2 separate regions of the Danio rerio genome follow, and region 1 is linked to region 2. A link is a contact called in public HiChIP or PLAC-seq data. All regions are on one chromosome and are shown on one strand. The core of a region is the stretch at or near the end of the contact, and the rest is flanking DNA. Distances in the headings are between cores, read along the strand shown. Region 1 holds the start of cbx1a (chromobox homolog 1a (HP1 beta homolog Drosophila)). Region 2 holds the start of hoxb6a (homeobox B6a).

Region 1 (3,959 bases), core at 835-3,334, 360 kb before region 2:
GTTGATTCAGTTAAAATAATGAATCCTAGCTATATTAAAAATGCATTTTAAAAATCTTACAAAACTTTTGTACTGAATTCTTTTTTGAGACCAATAATCACATTTTTCTAGTAACTGTCATTAAAACATTTTTGTGAGCTGCAATAGACCATTAAGTTGCTGACTAAATAAATCATAAACAGATATAGCATAATGAACCCTTTTCACAAGACGCATTTAACGGTCATCACAATCTTAAATTTTCTTTTGCATTTTTTAATTAGTTTTTAACATTTATTTATCTTATAAAAGCGTTTGAACATTTATGAATGTATCATATCATCTTTGCATCAGATTACAAAAAACGAATTACTGTTTATGTGTTTTTGATGCAACGTCTATGGAGTGGCACAGTAAATTTGACTTTATTTTCTCCTCTGGCTGCCGTCATCAGTCTCACTATTTTATTTCTTTTTCTGAAAGTCTTGATAACACCGTTGTGGCATTTTCTTTCTTTATTTCAGCAAATAGATTTGTAAAAAAATATTTGTTGTACTCTCTCATTTACGACATTCTAAGTTTACCCAGCTATGACGATTTCTGCTTCTGAAAAACCCCGAAAATGTGATAAGCGTCTATAACAGTCTAATAAAAACATTATAAAACATGATAATCAACAATATTTTGCACTAATATGCTGTCTAGGATGTGCCATTCTAAGATTTTTCTAGAGATTTCAGATAATCCTAATTAATCAACAGATACATGTACATATAGACAGAGAAATATAGACCTAAAACAACAACAGGCTCCCATGTTATGATTGTTAAATAAAACAATCTAAATAATTCCATCTCTGTCTGTTTTGCATAAGACCTGCAGAGTAAAAGTAAACACCCATGTAGTCATCATGGTTCATATTTTAACTTTACATTCATTTTAAACACTACTGCTAAGCATCAGCAACGTATATACATAACTACTTTATTTCAACTCATAAACAGTGTCAGGACCGCGAAATTTAAAAGAATAATTTATTTAAAATTGAAAATTATAATTTAATCACGCTTTACTCGTTCCTAACCAGTTTGACTTTCCTTTGTTGAACACAAAAGATGATAATTCGAAAAAAAGCAGGAAACATGTAACCATTAAGGTTAATACTATTTTTGTTTTTCCAACTATGGAAGTGAAAGGTTACGTGCTTTAACCAAAAAGAAACTTAAAAAAATACACGAGTGAGTAAATTTTCACGCTTGGAGTTATCCCTTTAACTCCATCGACGTGCACGCGCAGACAAGGTACTAGAATTTTCCAGTCCTTTTTCCTGCTGACACGAGTTGGTGAGGTAAAATATTCAAATATGATGTGTAATGTTACGGTGAACGCCACATAGATTTCTTTTTAAAAGTGTGTTTCCGAGATAACGTTACAGTAGTTTCTGAACGGCGCACGTGCACGAGGAAGGCGTTTCTGTCTAGCACGGATCCGAGCCAGGAGGTTGACTCTATAACACTCACAATTTAGGTCCAAAGGGTATGACACCGACGACATTATTACTGGCTTGAAAATACATGCATAAAACGCTCCAATGCACAACAAATCTAACTTTATAAATCTAAAAATAACGTTACTCCTAATATACGCGACACCGACTAACTAGCCTTGTGGCTAATGTTGCAAAAGCATGGTAGCTCACTTCTCCATGTTGACCTGGATTCGACTAAAACAAATGATAAACATTCATCAAAATACGACTAAAATTGTATTTTAAAACAACACTGCATAAAACACTCAAAACATCCACCTGTTAGTAACAAAATCGCATTTCTTGAAACACAATCAGTCCTGCAGTTGTTTTTACAATCTGCACGCAGCGCCACTTACCTGTGTATTACTGAATTAACGGCGAAAAACGCCAAAATGGGTGGTTTAGTGCAGCTAGACCGGGTTTAAATCTCGACAAACTTTAAAATCTGTCGACTGGGGGTAGAGTTTGTTTTTATTTTACCGAGCCTCCTTGGTTGAGCAGACAAAAGGTAACGCTACACGAAAGGCTCCAGCAACCCGCCAATTCGACCGAACGTGCATGGGTACGTACTACAATGGTGCATGCTGGGTGCTGTAGTTTACGTGAGTACTACAAAAATGAAATCGCATGGAACACTCTTGAGGAGGTTTCTTTGCGAAAAAAACGAAAACTTTGTGTAACCACCACAAAGCATATTCCTATACATAGGCCTATATGGTTCTTTACCTAATAGTAGCATAGACACAGGGGTGAATTTAACCCATAAAGAAAGTTAAGCCCCAGGAAATCTGAGGGCCCCACCATAATACCTAGAAGTATAAATTATACTATAAATTATATATAACATAGTTTCCTATCATATTTTGTACGGTGATCTCATTTTTAGTCAATTTAGCATAATATAAGTTCAGTGGACTCATAAGGTTAATTTGTTTCAGTTTAAAAATTTAAGGCAACCAAGATTTCTTTACAGTGTAGTTGTGAATTCATCTTAATACACGAATCGTTTCAAAAGTTTTACAAGGTGTGTTACATGTTATTATTATTATTTAGCATGAAGATAAAATGTAGAAAAGGATATCAAATGATATAAGAAAAAACAGCAAAAAATAATTAAAAAAATATTAAGTACAAAAGGTGCATGTAAGAACTTGGGCCGCTTGGCTGGAATTGCGTAGGCCTCCAAAATCACTAAATCTGCCCCTGTATAGACGTATACAATTTTAAAAACAACCATAGGCTTGTTGTTCAGAACCCAAATGCATTCTGTATCAATATAATACTTAAATGCTTCAATCCATTTACCCTCATAATGCATATATATATATATATATATATATATATATATATATATATATATATATATATATATATATATATATTCACATTCAGAGACCTTAACTAAAATCTTTAGCTATCTGCAAGTTTAAAAAATTATCATTTTAATTTTTTTAATCGATCACAAGTCAGTTACATGGTTTATGCTTTGTAATGCAACACTTGAACACTTTATCTAAAGAGGTAACAATTATATATATAATTTGAGAAACTGAATAATCTGAGATTTAAGCCATCAGTATGTATAATACAATTTGCTGAAATTAGAAGACCTTGGCAATATGTGCTGAAAAGCAAGAGTGGAAAACCTAAAAAGCTTTAAGAGAAGATCCATATTGACCTTATTCTTCAAAGCGGAAGTGCTCTCGTTTTTGTGATTGTTTTAGAACTTCTGATTTGGATGCCTATGGGAGAAACGACTAGTAATAATAAACGGCAGAAAACAATCCAACTACTTGCTCTACAAACAAGTGTTAGCATGACTATACAGACAAAGCAGAATACTATAAAAATAAAATAACAGTTTGCAACATCAAGGAGCAAAACAAGCTGTTTTTAACGTCTAAAAGTCAATGAAAGTGAATGAGACGGGAAGTCTCGAGTCAAAAAGATTTAAATGGCTGCGCCTGCTCGTACCTAAAGAATAAGGTGAATAGCTTATAGGGAGAATAACTTATCTCTCTACACTCAAGTATCCAGACTTATCTGTTTTGACAGACTCCCTCACATCTTCTGCAAGACATTAATCCAACTCTGTTTCCAGCACTTTCACACACATTTTCCCTGTGCAGGCTCAAGTTACCCCACTGCTTAAGAAACCTATGCTAAACACTTCGATGGTAGACAGCTACAGACCTCTCTCAGTCTCCCTGCTCCCTTTCAAAGCCAAAACAGTGGAAAGAGTTGTTTTCCACCAGGCTTCAACATTTCTTTCACAATAACCTGCTGAACATTAAGCAATCAGACATCAAAAGTGGCCATTCCACTGGGACAGAATTATTCACTGAAGCACCGCAGATTGCCAAAGCAGGTTTTATCAGTTCTGCTTCTACTGGACATGTCTGCTGCCTCTTATACAGTTAATTATCAGTTTTTTCTGTATACTCTCTTG
Region 2 (4,092 bases), core at 968-3,467:
TGAAATGTAATACAGTGCACATTAATATAAGTAAAGTGTGTACTGTTGCAGACTACTTTCTTTTACGTTCCTTTTGAAACTAGCTACTTCCACACCTTTTCCCCCAGACTCAATAAATTATGTCCAAGTGTCTGAAAGTTTAGTTTGCAAAAAATAGAAGATAAAACATTTTCCGTACAATTGAATTTTTTATTCTTACACAGCTTAAATATAAACACGAATATGACACAAATTTCAAATAGCTTCGTTCCACATGGACATTTCAGTCATAAGAGCAAATCTAAAGTCAGAGTAAGAGCGCACAAAACCACATGTTAAACGACATGTAAAAAAAAAAGAATCACAAAAGAAATTACAATGAGTTACCAGGAATGCTACAGTTGCTAACATGATGGAAAGTCTTCATTTGTGTTATAAGAGAGTCTGGTGCCCTCTATGCCATAGTTTTCTTTTGGAGTATTTTATGATTTAAAATTTCATTCTGTCCTCTTCTCCTCCTCCTCTTCTCCACTGGTTTGTGAACAGTTGATCAGTTTGTTCTCCTTTTTCCATTTCATTCGCCGGTTTTGGAACCATATCTTTATCTGACGTTCAGTCAGGCACAGTGCGTGCGCAATCTCAATGCGGCGTCTTCGGGTCAGATACCTGTTAAAGTGGAACTCTTTCTCCAATTCTAACGTCTGGTAGCGAGTGTACGTCTGGCGACCCCTTCGACCAGCGTTACCGAAGGTCCCTGTCCATGAGATAAAAGAGAATAGTCAAACATTAACACCGTGAGCGTGTTTATTACAATGATAAATGCGTCCGGAGAAAACAGCTCGAGGGTGACATAATGTCAAGAAACTCTATTCAGTGCGATAGGTATGCATCTAAATACACCCTTCAACATTGCACATTTTTGCTATATTACATTTTTAACACACTCATTCGTGTTTCTTGAGAAAATTTGTAATAATTTTTACATTAAATAGGTCACACAGGTTTAGACTTCAATGTACTTAAATTGGGAAGTCTTAAACTATTATTTTGAGATGAGGGAAAAGCTGAGGAAATGTTATTCTACTTATTTTCGTGACAGATATAAACAAAAGATACAGGTCTATTTATATGATCCATATCAAACTTAGAATCTGAACATAGACGCCATGCGCCTACTAGTTTGAGCACTTGTCAAAGTTTTGTTTGTGACTGAAACGTGTACGTGTACACAGATGTCTGTTCACGCTGCTGGTTTTTGGTTTATTTTTGTTATAAAACACGTTACTGTCAACCGGCAGGGCTAGCAAATGATATCTTGTTATAGATAATCGACAAAACATTCAGCTTCTGTTGTTGGCACTGTTTCATAAACTATTGCGTAGTCTTTCAGAATATAATTCATATTTTCTATACTACCACGTACTGTCTATTTTTCTTATAACAAGAAGACACAAACAGCAACAGATGTGTCAAAACAAAAACAATGGTCATTTTTGTAGTAAGACATGCGGTGGTGCAGCAGCTCTTCTGTTTATAATTAGAGAAGCTTATTCGGTGATTTAAATGATATGAGCCTTGCGGCGAACATATTTCTAAACGTCCTCCCTCAAAAACAAGTACTGTACATATGAGATTTCACAGAACTTTACAGGAGTGGCTTTGCTTTCAGTATGACTACGGTAGAGAGAATGCGCATTTGCACTGTATGGGCTTCCGGCATTTTACAGTGAAGCGGTAAGTTAGGCTACGTATAGTACGCACTAGCTACGTATTAAAAATGAAAGGCAAAAAAGATAACATTAACTTACCGTTACATGAGTTCATCCGTTGCATCCAAGGGTAAACCGGCGCTGACGGCTTCTGTTCGTCGGCCTCAGGGTAGATGCTTTTCCCCGTCGAGCCCGTGCAGTCTGTCTTGCGATGATCCTGACTGAGAACGAACGAGTGCTCCTCTATGCTGGCGAGGGCGCAGGCAGGGTCCTTTTCCCTGTAAAAGCTTGCTGTCGCATAATCGCATGGACCAGCGGCGGTTGCCCTGCTGTAAGCGCCGTTCGCTTGTTGGTAAAAGGAGGATGGGTACGCCTTCTCTTGGACACTGGAACCTCCATAAGCAGCACCGGGATAGTGTCGTAAAGGGTCTGTGTATCCGGAGGAATATAACGGTATCTGTCCCAAGAAAGACTCCTGTCCTCCGGGCAGAGTCACTGGGAAAGTTGAGTTTACAAAATAGGAACTCATTGGGAGGGTACGGCTCTTTTGCTTGGTTTATGATTTGTTGTGTTTTATAGTCCAAGTGGTTTAGCTATTAGTAGTTTATCGGAGATTGGGTTTGAGTTGGGGGGTGGGGGGGTGTTCTGGGTGGCTATGTGCCAGTGCGGGACAGAGGGAAACCGTACCATCTGACCAGCCACTGACCAATAGCAAGCGGACGTGCCTGCAAAATAGCACCCTCGAGGGGGGCTGTGATTGCACGCGCCGGGGGACCCCAGAGCAGAGAGCTAGCTTTTTTTAATCCGTTCTCCCTTCCCGTTCCTTCCAATGAGATTGCACAATACGAATCACATAGGAATTTTAAAACGCTAAATTGAATACATCGACACTTTGTGCCACCGCATACAGTCTGCTTTGATCCTATCATACCATTGGAGAGTAGCGTGTCAACATACAAGCCCCGGAGTCGCCGATTTTCCTAGCATACATTATTCCGTACAGTATTAGATAATTATTCATCTTTCATTATTTGTATTTCAAATAGGTAATTTATAGGCCTTATCACACTAGTAAGTCACAATAGATATGATGATCATATTGATGATTGCGGCTTCAGCGCTTTTTCAACACTGTAATTTAATAGTGATTTATAAATGGTAAACGACGTGTTAAAGAAAACCAAAGCCTATATATAAACTGTGCAAAGTAAATTAGCCTGAGCGAAGCTATTTAACAAAAGCAAATACATGTTTAGCTGTTTATTACAAATATATAATAAAAATGAGTGATAACGTTAATTATAAATATTTATAATATCAGGTTTTTAGTTGCGAATGACTACATAACAATCCAAATGTCTCCCACAATTTGTTAAGAAAGAATTTCTGTATAGTGTTGTTAAATAAATTTTATACAAATAAAACTAAAACCTCCACACAGAATTTCGTCCAAGATGTTTCCTCCTTTACAAAAATTAATGGTTTAAGACAGCCAGCAAATAATTCAGCTGTGTTGTAGCTTTTTGTCGACGTTGCGCTGCACTGGCCGAGCGCGTGTGTTTTTCATTAACCAAAAGTACAGTTATGGTTGCCGGGTGTCCTGTCGCTATACGACCAATAAACCATTTGTGGCACAACAAGTGGATATTTTTAAAGGTGGTGCACGGAGGGTTGCGTGCATTTTACTTTCATTTCGGTTTCCTCTGACTAGGATGTTGCGTTTCCCTTCGCATTGCAGTTTTCTGTCAACGGAAAGCGTCTATTGTGTTTTCAATTGTAAAAATGAGAAAGGGGAAGAAGAGCCCGGTCGGTGTTTGTTAATTATTAATGAACAATAACTGCGATCACACGTTCTGTAAATTCTTAAACAATGCCTCCTGAGTTTGTGCTAGTTTTTTTGAGCGTAACTCAAAATACAGGCCTGGAGTGTCTTTCTCCAATTGTTAACTTCATTATTCTTCTCTTTTTACATGCATTTTTACCCTCATCGAAGAAACACAGACGCCAACAACAGTGGATTACAGTGGACTAACAGATTTTATGATTTCCTGAATAAATCTGTAAAAGTCTCTTATTTGGTCATGAGGAGAAAAAGTGACCAATTTCAGGTCCATTTGGACATGGAGTGACACGTAAATTCTGTATAGACATTCTGTACGTTCCCCCGAGCGTGGAGTGTATGTGAGTATGTCAAATGTGCATTAATACATGTGTGTGTGTTATTTTTTTGAAGTCTGTTCTGTTAAAGCGTTGCATATGTAGACCAATAAAACTTTTGTGTAGGGTTTAATTTTTGTTGATTTTACAATTTTAATGTTTTGTTTGTAAATAATTTATTAGCTACTGTGTAAAAAGTTTGATAAGTAAATGTATAAGAGCTCACAAATGCAATTTGGGATGGTGT

Evidence for each region. HiChIP or PLAC-seq counts read pairs in DNA pulled down with a chosen protein or histone mark.
Region 1: an H3K4me3 HiChIP or PLAC-seq map of embryo shows a contact between it and region 2, with 6 times the contacts expected there. The contact joins the promoter of cbx1a here to the promoter of hoxb6a in region 2. A contact is called at or near these places in 2 of 4 datasets of contacts at active chromatin or transcription factors (caudal fin and embryo).

What each region holds. Positions count from the first base shown.
Region 1 is chr3:22,799,684-22,803,642 of GRCz12tu, reverse strand. cbx1a (chromobox homolog 1a (HP1 beta homolog Drosophila)) reads right to left here and starts at 2,084. Exons shown (of 6, transcript NM_199746.2): 1 at 1,867-2,084.
Region 2 is chr3:22,441,725-22,445,816 of GRCz12tu, reverse strand. hoxb6a (homeobox B6a) reads right to left here and starts at 2,217. Exons shown (of 2, transcript NM_131119.1): 1 at 1,788-2,217; 2 at 477-733. The coding sequence starts at 2,217. The coding sequence ends at 477. All of the region lies in intron 1 of hoxb3a (homeobox B3a), which reads right to left.